2 separate regions of the Ovis aries genome follow, and region 1 is linked to region 2. A link is a contact called in public Hi-C data. All regions are on one chromosome and are shown on one strand. The core of a region is the stretch at or near the end of the contact, and the rest is flanking DNA. Distances in the headings are between cores, read along the strand shown. Region 1 overlaps RNF157 (ring finger protein 157). Region 2 holds the start of UBALD2 (UBA like domain containing 2).

Region 1 (5,528 bases), core at 2,948-5,447, 64 kb before region 2:
TTTCACATACAGTTCCCCGAAAACCTACTAGTCTTTGAAGCTTTGCAAAAAACGTGGTCCTCCTAGCTCTGAAGAGTCTGTTCCCTTCTGCTGCTTTCAGAAAACAGAACATCTACATGAAACTCTGCTTTCATGGATTTTTGCTGACTATAACTCTTTTACTTGGGAAATATAATTGAATCTATGGTATTATACATCTGATTTTGTGTATTCAGTGTGATTGCTGATACTTCATGTGTGTGAATGTGACCCTTAAGAGAATACATGGAGGGACTTCCCTGGTGGTCTGGGCCTCCCTGGTGGCTCAGATGGTAAAGAATCTGCCTACAATCCAGGAGACCCAGGTTTGATCCCTGGGTCAGGAAGATCCCCTGGAGAAGGGAATGGCTACCCACTCCAGTATTCTTGCCTGAAGAATCCCATAGACAGAGAAGCCTGGAGGGCCCCAGTCCATGGGGTTGCAAAGAGTTGGACATGACTGAGCAAATAACACTTTCTGGTGGTCTATTGGCTAAGACTCCATGCTCCCAATGCCAGGGTTCTAGGTTCAATCCCTGGTCATGGAACTAGATCCCACATGCTGCAACTAAAGATCCAACGTGCCACAATGAAGACGGGGCCTACTTTAATCAATTCCACATTATTCAATGTTTCCAGTTAGGGTTTTACTTTTTTTTTTTTTTAATGTTACGGTGAATGCCTTGTCCCTACATTTCTGCGTGCCTGCTTGATTATTTCCTTAGGACAAATTCCTAGAAGTGGAATTACTGGATCAAAGAGTAAGCATATTTTTAAGACTCTTAAAACTATGTTGCCAAATAGTTCTCCAGAAAGCTAATTTCAACGTTGCTCTCCTGCATGCAGCGTATCAGGAGGCTTTTATATAGGGAAGCTGAAATCCTGGTTCAGACCCCATCTGTGGCCCATTTCTCCACCCCACCCCTGACCATTTTGCTGGGCTGTCACACTAAAGGAATTTAAAACAATTCTTAAATAAGCTTAAGCAAAAAGTAATTAGGCAGGAAATCCCGACACAAATGCTTGTCTATTCTAAAGCCAAAATAAATGACTTTGGGATTAAAATTTTTTTCTGGAGTAGTGAAGTTAATCATATTTATTTGCACGGGTACTTGAGAGTTGCCCGTAACTCCTACCTGAGTTTAAAAAAAAAAAAATTAGAGGTTCTCCCTTCACTCTTTGCCCCTTCTCCACATCCTCCCCACAAAGAGGAAAAACAAAAGGAAAGGGTGGGGGGAAAGCTAGTGTTCCTCATCTCCCATTTAGAATGTTACATTTGATGATAACTGGCAATGGAACGCAAATTATTCAGCGCTCAAGGAAAGGCATTGTGGGATCAACTGTTTATACAGACAAACTATCCTTCATGGTGGGCTTCCCTGGTAGCTCAGTGGTAAAGAACCTGCTTGCCGATGCAGGAGACTCAGGTTCAATCCCTGAGTCGGGAAGGTTCCCTAGAGAAGGGAATGGCTATCCACTCCAACATTCTTGCTTGAGGACAGAGGAGCCTGGCAGGCTACAGTCCATGGGGTGGCAAGGAGTTGGACATGAGTGAGTAACTAAACACATACGCATACAGCCTTTCTAGTATAATAAATCCATGCTTACATTTTAGCTCTTTATCTCTCTCTCCCCCACCACAAAAGAAAACCACTGAAAATCTCTTTAGGAGAAACTAACCCGGTTTGTAGGCTCCTACCTACCAAAGCTTCTGCCTTAGCAGCCTTTCATTAACCCAATCAGAGTCTTATCTGCAACCCTCAGTGCTGGGTGTAAAGAGACACTTCAAGTGGAAAAGACAATGTCCTGCTCTTTCAGGAAGCAGCATTATAAGGAAGATGATACTGCTACACAAATAACCGGAACGTTAAGCAGAGAAAAGCCAAACAAAAGGGCAGCGATAAGGAAGTGACTGTTTCTGGCTGAGGTAATATGGAACGGCTTCACGGAGAAGGTGGTATAGCACTCAGCCAGAGGACCTCTTTCAGTGAGTCCCCAGGGGTTGCTGATGAAGGCTTTGTGTGAACACAAAGCAAGTTCCTCCTTGGCCTTTTATTCTGGTGTTCATCAGTTTCCTTGTACATTTTTCTTACACCAGCCAGGCGCCACCTGGTGACCGAATGTGGAATTGCCAGCTTACAGAGATCTGATTCGGATATGAACGTGTGTGTACATGTTCATCCCTGAATATTCACTGGAAGGACTGATGCTGAAGCTGAGGCTCCAATACTGTGGCCACCTGATGCCAAGAGCTGACTCTTTGGAAAAGACCCTGATGCTGGGAAAGACAGGGCAGGAGGAGAAGGGGGTGACAGGGGATGAGATGGTTGGATGGCATCATTGACTCAACAGACATGAATTTGAGCAACCTCAGGGAGACAGTGAAGGACACGGAAGCCTGGTGTGCTGCAGTTCATGGGGTCACAGAGAGTCAGACACGACTAAGCAACTGAACAACAACAACACATATGTATATATTTATACACACACATATGTGTATGTGTGTATCAGCCATGTATCCTAGATTTTCTAGCCATCCTAATTTCAAATATTTTGTTAAACTACCCCCTACTTTTGCAAATTTTTGTTGTAAAAAAATATGGTCCCAGTGCATACGAGATTACTGAACGTCTTACTTCAGTTGTAAATTATTGGGCGATTCCCAGTAGTCTGTAAAAGGGACTATAATCCAGTCATAAAAATGAATAATTAATTTCAATAAAAAGGATTTTTAAAGGTACACAATTTGCTAACATTTGCCATTAACTTTGGGCCTGACCACATACCCACAGAGAAGCCTGGATATGGTCTGCAGGAGATCACTCAGTGGCTCCTGGGTCCTTCAGACTTGTCCCCACCACTTTTAAAAAACTGCCTATTATTTTTGGCTGCGCTGTGTCTTCGTTGCGGCGCCTAGGAGTTTTGGTGCACGGGCTTAGTTGCCCTGTGGCATGTGGGATCTTAGTTCCCAGACCTGAATCCCCTCCATTGGCAAGCGGATTCTTAACCATAGGACCACCAGGGGGGTCCCCCCCACCCCCCCGCTCCAATCACTTGTTGAAACACTTGCTTACTTTCTGGCATAGAATGATACTCCAGGTTCACCTTCTGTTTTTCTGTCCCCTTCCTCGAACCTATCATGTCTCCAAGGAGCCCTGGTTCCTTTCTAGAGAAGTCTATCTCAGCCCATCATGTATTCACTAATCTTTTATTGATGGAACACCTGCTCTATCTCCGGTTTTCACTCTTACGAACAATCCTGCAATACACATTCCCTGAAAGGAAACTTAATAGGAAAGAAGGGAGAGGGACACAGAAGAAAAACAAAGGAATACAAGCTAACGCAGTTTTTTCACTTACGAAGCAAAAAGCCCCGAATGCCAAAAATCTGCTTCTGAAGAGAAAGGAGATTATTTTTGGACAAACTATGATGAAAATAGAAAAGTACTGATTGTATACATAGCAGACACGTAACACTTGTGTCAGAGAATCAAATAATAGTCAATATGGAAATCAACATCTGGGATCATATGAATAGCTCATTTACAGCACTCTTTTACATAAGTGCTTGCTTTTATAGATTTTAGGACTTTTCTATTTAAATTTCAGTTCCTTTTTATTTGATGTTTGGTTATTTTCTCAGCCTTCTCTACTTCCCCTCTTCTCAGTTACACAGTGTGTCCAAAACTTTACCAGTGGATATTTTTAGACTGGTGATATTTCAGAACATTTTCTTAAGATCTGTGTTGGGGAGAACAGTTTACTCTGGTTGAAAGCTGTGAAATGAATACAAATTTCCCTATTTAACCAGCTGCAGCCCTGGGACAGGCTGTATTGTGCCTGCTGTCCACCAGAACGTCAATGAGCTATATTTACAGCAGTAAAACCCCTTTACATTAATTTTCCATCCAATCCTCGTGGGGAATCAATCACTTGTGTAGAAAGACTGGTAACCACAAAGCTGACAAGATGTGAGAAGACATCCTTTCCACTCAAATTGAAGATGTGAGGGAGACACCAAGAGGGGGTCACAAGATGACCTTTACTCAAAGATGCTCTGTGTTCAGGTCTGGTTACCAAAGGAATCCATCCAAGATGGCAGTCTATTTATAATCTGTTAACTCTTCCGCCAGGCCCCCTGGCCAGGGGCACACAGGACCAATGTCCTGGCTACATGATACTGCCTCTAAGGTTGACCTTTCCAAAATACTTAAGCCCTACTATGGGTATGCCCAATAACCCAGTTCTCTCTTAACAGGTGATGAAAGATTCACTGCAGAGAAAAGCACCCATCACAAAATCGCCCAGGTCTCCATTAACAACCATCACAGACCCATTTTCTTCCTCTATTATGATTTGGGTCACATTGCTCAGGAGTACTCAGACCAGGCAATGGGTTCTGTATACTCTGATATCAAATGCGTGGTTTTGATCACAAGTGAAACCTACTTGACTTCTGGTTCCTGACTTCTAGATACAGAGGGTTCTGCCTGACACCAGTTAATTTTAAGGAGCATTAAAAGGGAAAAAAGGGGCTTTTAGTAAAGCAGACACCGTTATCTTTTCCCTCCAGTTAAGTTGGTAAATAATGACTAATCGTCAGAGCATTCTATTATAGATGCCTGACTTTCAGATTTCATCTAGTCAGGAGACTGGTAACCTAGCCCACAAACAAGAATTCACTTTTAAATAAGAGATTTCAAGATGTCTAATCCTGTATGTAAAGAATGTGCCCAGAAAGATAAGCACCAGCATCAGCCAAAATAGGCATTTTAAAATATACAATATATTTTTTCCCCAAAGAAGCATATGAATGTTTTTTATTTTTTAATATGAATGTTCTAATGCCACCAAGTTTAGTTTTCCAGTCTTTTTTTTTTTTTTAAACACAGAGGCATTTTCAACAGGCCAATTATTAAGGAGGCCAAGTGGACTAAAGTCTTCCCCAGTCTATATTTCAAAAACTAAAAACTGGGACTTCCCTGGTGGTCCAGTGGCTAAGACTCCCCACTCCCAATGCGGGGGGCCTGGGTTCAATACCTGGTCAGGGAATTATATCCCACACGCTGCAATGAAGACAGAAGATCCCGTGTGCTGCAACCAAGACCTGGTACAGACAAGTAAATAAATATTTAAAAACCTAAACTAAAAACTAAGTTGATGTTCAAGTTGAAAAACTCCAAGCTGCCCACCTGTGCCCTTCCTGAAGTATACTGACTGTAAACTACCTATGTAAGATTCAAGATCAATTACAAGTTTCAAGTCTCCATCTCTCAAATTGCTAGAAGGGAAATATGCTCTGAGGTTGGCTATTGTGTACGGCCATACCACCCTGAATGGGCTTGATCACATCTGAAGTCTGCTGTGTTAGAAATCCCAGCTTTTCAGGGACTTCCCTGGTGGTCCAGCAGTTAAGACTTGGCCTTCCAATGCAGGAGGTGGGGGTTTGATCCCTTGTCAGGAAGCTATCCCACATGCCTCGTGGCTAAAAAACCAAAACAATGAAACAG
Region 2 (5,156 bases), core at 1,211-3,710:
GTTATTAATGGGCATGTTTTTATTGCTCTGTTTTGCCTGCTGCACATTGTCCTCTCAGATGAAAATAATAATACCTTCAGTTAATAACACCTTGCACTTGGGGAGCTGCTTTCATCCCAACAGCTCAAAGCCCTCTACAAACATGACCTCATTCATTTTCCCTGTGCTCCCAGGAGGGGGGCACTCCTGTTTCCCAGCCTGAGAAGGGAAAGCCCTACTCCTATTCATTGCCAAACAGATTCTCAGAAGCCAAAGTATTGATTAAACATTTCCACTACTCACAGCTACAAATCAGAGGCAGAATTCTGTTGCTCTCTATGCCCAAGTTGACTTTATGTCCACAGCAGATAACCAGAATGGCTCGGGGGCCTGGTCTTCCATGCCTCTCCTGGGTGTCTATAGCTGTCCCCTGTAAATGGTAAACATTAAAGAAAGCTTCAGAACAGACCGCATTGATATCCAAGAGAAAATAGCTTTGGCAATTTTGGTGTTTTCAGGACCTTTGTCTTCCTGGAAAGGGCAACCATTCCAGCATTCTAGCCTGGAAAATCCCATGGACAAAAGAACCTAGAGGGCTACAGTCCATAGGGTCACAAAGAGTCTGACACAACTTAGCTACTGAACAAAACAAAACAAAAGGGCTCCTGGAACTTCCCTGGTGGTCCAGTGGTTAAGACTCCGCGTTTCCACTGCAAGGGGCACAGGTTTGATCCCTGGTTGGGGAACTAAGGTCCCACATGCTGCAAGGCATAGTCAAAACAAACAAACAGTCATAAGGGTTCCTGTAGCCTGAAATGCCTCTGCCCAGTTCAATCCTACTACTCATGGCCCTGGCATGCTGGACACCTGTATGTACTTGTGAAAACTAGAGCCGCACAGTGACAGTACTTCCTTGTTCTGAGGCTGCTTGTGGCCCAGGCTCCCTGGCAAATGGCAAATGCTGGCTGCTCACTTTTGTTTTCACCTTGCAATTACTGGAAGGGAAGGGCTGCAAGCTGTACTTGACTCTTCAGCCACACTCCAGGTCTCAGCCCGTGCAAACTTGGAGGTAGCTAAGGGCAACAGAAATGGGCCTGGGCAGGCAAAAAGCTGACTCCTGCTCCTTCAAAACAAACAAACAAAGGGACTAACTAAATGGGACAAACTCATGATAGTGCCCGAAGCTGTTTTTCGTCAGTACATAAACATTGGGTGTAACTTTTTCTTTATTTATATTCTTTTTTTTTTTTCTTTAATATGGTTAGGTTTTCTTAGATGGAGAGTTAAATCCACTTCAGGCAAAGTCAAAATAGATAGAACCATGGCTTCCTTTCTTTTAGCCTCCTGTTCTGAAGACTCTTAATTAATTATAATGTTCTCTTTGATTGATATTTTAGATCCAGAACTTACAAAGTTTTTGAGAAACAGAAATTCTCACAGTGAATTCCTAGCAATGTTTATTTACCTTTCTAAACTCTCTGGCCTGTCTTCAATCTGCTTAAACTCCTAGTTCTTTCCCCATCCTGACAATGCCCAAACACAAAACTTGAAGGTTATATCTAATTCAGAAGATGGAAGCTCAGTGTATATAAATAAACTTTGTTTTTAAATGTCTAGAGTTGAGAGCCAGTACCTGTATAGAAACAAATTAAAGTTTCAGTTAGGTCAATTAATTTATGGAAAAACTTTTTTTTTTTTTTTAGTTTTCAATATTGGTGTCTGAGACAGTCTCATTTTCTCCTTTCCATTATATTTAATGTACATTAACATTAGTTTACATCTTCAGAAAGCCAAGTTTTTGGCCTAAAAACGTAGGGAAAGGCTGTTGGGCTTTTGGGGTGTGTTGGAGTAGAAGGAGACATGAAGAGATTACATTATACTTCAATAAAAAGCCAAAAAAAAAAAAAAGTAGAGCGGCTTGAAAGTTTAAAAAAATAAACAATTTTGAGAGTTGAGCAGCTTCAAAGACTCTGTTTCCTATTTTGATCACTGTGTTTCTCGAGATGACCACATCTTTCAGAGGAAGTGAGTCAAAGCCACTCTGTCTTGCTTTTCCAGCTGAGCATGTTCAGTTTCAATGAAGTAATGAATGAACTTGGCCGCACCACCCCCCAAGACTACAACAGCAAATAGAGGAGCCTCAGCCAATCAGCTGGCACTCAAGGTTTTCAAGTTGAGTTCAAACAGACTCACGGGAGACCAATCAGATGGCGCGGCTCCGCCCCAAACGCCGGGTCGGGGCCAATCAGGAGCCCAGGCGAGCCAAAACACAGCGTCTGGCCAATGCCCGGGAGCCCCACAGCGCCGACGTCCGCCAATGGGCGCGGCCAGGCAAAAAGAGAAACAGTGCGGGCCCGCAGGCCGCAGGATTCGAATCGAACGTCCGCACGGGAACCGGGCCCCGGCCGAGCGGAGCGGGCCAATCAGCGGCGGCGGCTCTCGGCCCCCGAACGTTGGGACACGCGGCCCCGCCCCGCGCTGTTGTTTGTGGTGTCGGCCGGCAGCGCGAGTCGGACAACAACACTCGCCAGGCGGGCGGCGCGGCGGCCGAGGGTCCGGAGGCCGCGGGCGGCGGCGGCGAGCGCGAGCGGAGGGCAGCCGGCCTCCCGCGGCCGCCGAGCCCGGGAGTGCTCGCCGGTCGGAGCCATGTCGGTGAACATGGATGAGCTGCGGCACCAGGTCATGATCAACCAGTTCGTGCTGGCCGCGGGCTGCGCGGCCGACCAGGCGAAGCAGCTGCTGCAGGCGGCCCACTGGCAGTTCGAGGTGCGTGTGGGCCGAGAACCAGCGCTCCCGGGCAGTCCCGCTCGCTGGCCACCGGCGCTGGGGTCGGGGTGCAGGCCGGGGCGCCCGGCCGCGCGTCGCGGAGGGAGAGGGGGCAGGGAAGCTCTATGTATATCGCCTGGTCCGGCGATCGGCGCCCGCGTGGGGCGTGGGGCCCTGCCGCCTGGGACCCTCGCGGGGCCTGGGGGACGCCCCCTCCGAGCGACGTGTGTCTGCGGGCCAAAGGGTCGGACCCGGAGGCCCGGGAGCGCAGCGCCACGGACACCGCGGAGGGTCCCGGCCGGTGGGGCGGGTGGGCTTCGACCCCCGTTAACCGCCACCATGCCGCTGTGTTTGTCCGCAGACCGCCCTGAGCACGTTTTTCCAAGAAACCAACATTCCCAACGGCCACCACCACCACCAGATGGTAAGTGTGGCCGGGCGCGGCGGGCGGGAGGGCCGGCCTCGCCGCTACCGCGGCGCACCCGGGGCGGCCGGGGGCGCAGCGCACCGGAGCGGCCGAGCGCGCGGGCCGGGGGCCGCTGTCAGGCGCCGGCGGTGACAGCCATGTTGCCGGGGAGCGCCGCGCCGCGTTGTAAACAAAGAGCCAAAATGTCTTCCAGGAAAGAGCGGCTCCCGGGGCCGGCCGGCTCGCCCAACTTTGCGGTCAGGTCTCCGGGGCCACTATGGCTCGACCTGAGGCCTTGTGCCCCGGCGATCTTCCTAGGCCAGGGGCCAGGAGGGTGGCTGGAGGAGTAGCCAGGAGGCAGGTATGGGGAGGGGGCTCGGAGGATAAGTAGATATCCCGGGAGGGGGAAACGGAGGGCGGGAGCGATGGGCCCCCCCCCCAACCCCACGGGGACTGGGACCTGGGGGTGTCTGTTTATGGAGCACCATTTCTTGCTCTTGAGTGGCAGCAACCCCCCCTTCTTCCAAACAGCCCAGCTCTACGGGGAACAGGAAAGGGACAAGTCCATTCTGGCCTGGGAGCTGGGCTCTTCCCAGGTAGTTAGGTCCACTCTTTCCTGTTCATGGGAAAAGACCTAACCCTGAGCCGCCTGAAAGACTTACAGGTTTTTGACTAGATAAGCCAAGAATGCGTTTAATCTCTATAGGTGAAGGCGTATAAAGCACAGGAAACAGAAGTGGTTCAGGCCTGGATTTGCTTTCTTCTCTTTTCCAAGTTGGCCCCAGGCCTGGGCCTTTGCCCTCCTGGCCATAAGGCATCCTGCTCTCCACTGGGCACAGGACATCCCTTCACTTCAGAGGTTTGACTGCCTCCTCCTCCCCCTCTAGTTACCAGTTTGCCCTGCTGGGGAGGAGGGCCCCCCGATCGGGATCGTAAAACACACTCCGGATCTATTGCGGCTTCTGCAGTGTATTTTTTGCCATTTCTCACGCTCAGTGTACTTGCCCACAGCTCCCTTCTCAGAGTGGCCGTTTGCCTGGAGAAGCTGCCAGGAGCTCCTCTGCTGTGTCTTGTTCTTGATGCCATGTATTCATCTAGTTACAAAGGACAAGTGGTGGTGGGGGGTCTGTTTTGACCCCTTTAACCAGCTTTTCTCTTGGAATGGCCTGTTGTGTATAAATCAAAAAACAAAACTGCCCTGGAGTATGATGAGAATTATGCTGGCGGCAGGATTGGCAGTTGAAGCCAGGCTCTTGGTAAAACCAAGAGGGGTTCATCTCCATGGGGGCCTCCACCTGCACCTGACTGAGGGGAAGCTGCCTCCGTGTCCTCTCAAAGGGGGCCTCAAGGTTTGTTCCATCAACTGGTCATTTCAAAAGGCCCAGGCTTCCGGCTCAGCGGCTCTGGGCTGCCTTCAACAGAGAGGCTCGCCTGTGAGAGCCGGGACTGGTGATCCTTTTAGGTTCTGTTACTCTTTCCCTGCAAATCCCCAGGGTTTGTAATCCTTTTGAAGCTTCCCTTGAGGCCTGTTGCTGGTTTTGATCGTTGTCTCCCATGAGTGTACCATGTATTGAGTACCTCACCAGCACCTGAACGAACACCATCCCTGCCCTCTTGGAGCTGGTCATTTTTTTAACAGATAATAAATCAAAGGAAAATGTTACGTAAAAATACCAGAAGTGCCCCAGGCCATGAGTTACTGATAAATAGTCCGGTAGATTACTGGACATCAACAGTTGGAGGCATCTTCCCAGATGAGAGGGGGATGGGCTCCCAGGTTAGATTTGGAAGGGCTAGGAAGAGGAGAAAAACACTGGCCAGGAAACAGTGGCTGTTCAGAGGGGGCAGCGGGCGCTGGGTGTGCTTGAGAGCTGGGAAGCGCTCTCCGTAACTGTTAGGTAGAGCTGGACTTGCACAGGACTTGGTCCAAACCCCTGGCTTTATAGAAGCAGAGAGAAGCTCCAGAGAGGTTAAGGAAGCTGCCTGAGCTCACACAGGCAGGCAG

The links. A called contact is a pair of places that touch in the nucleus more often than the background predicts.
Region 1: a Hi-C map of muscle shows a contact between it and region 2, with 3 times the contacts expected there. The contact joins the enhancer-like site here to the promoter of UBALD2 in region 2. A contact is called at or near these places in 7 of 16 Hi-C or Micro-C datasets (blood, hypothalamus, liver and 1 more).

What each region holds. Positions count from the first base shown.
Region 1 is chr11:54,852,635-54,858,162 of ARS-UI_Ramb_v3.0, reverse strand. All of the region lies in intron 2 of RNF157 (ring finger protein 157), which reads right to left. Among named protein-coding and RNA genes, the nearest start is that of FOXJ1, 32 kb to the left of the region's middle. Within about 2 kb of position 4,197, at least 4 of the 54 cell types and tissues checked have an H3K27ac peak or open chromatin away from gene starts, as enhancers often do. A contact at or near this core is called in muscle, where this site is marked.
Region 2 is chr11:54,787,401-54,792,556 of ARS-UI_Ramb_v3.0, reverse strand. UBALD2 (UBA like domain containing 2) reads left to right here and starts at 2,460. Exons shown (of 3, transcript XM_027974119.3): 1 at 2,460-2,745; 2 at 3,107-3,169. The coding sequence starts at 2,626.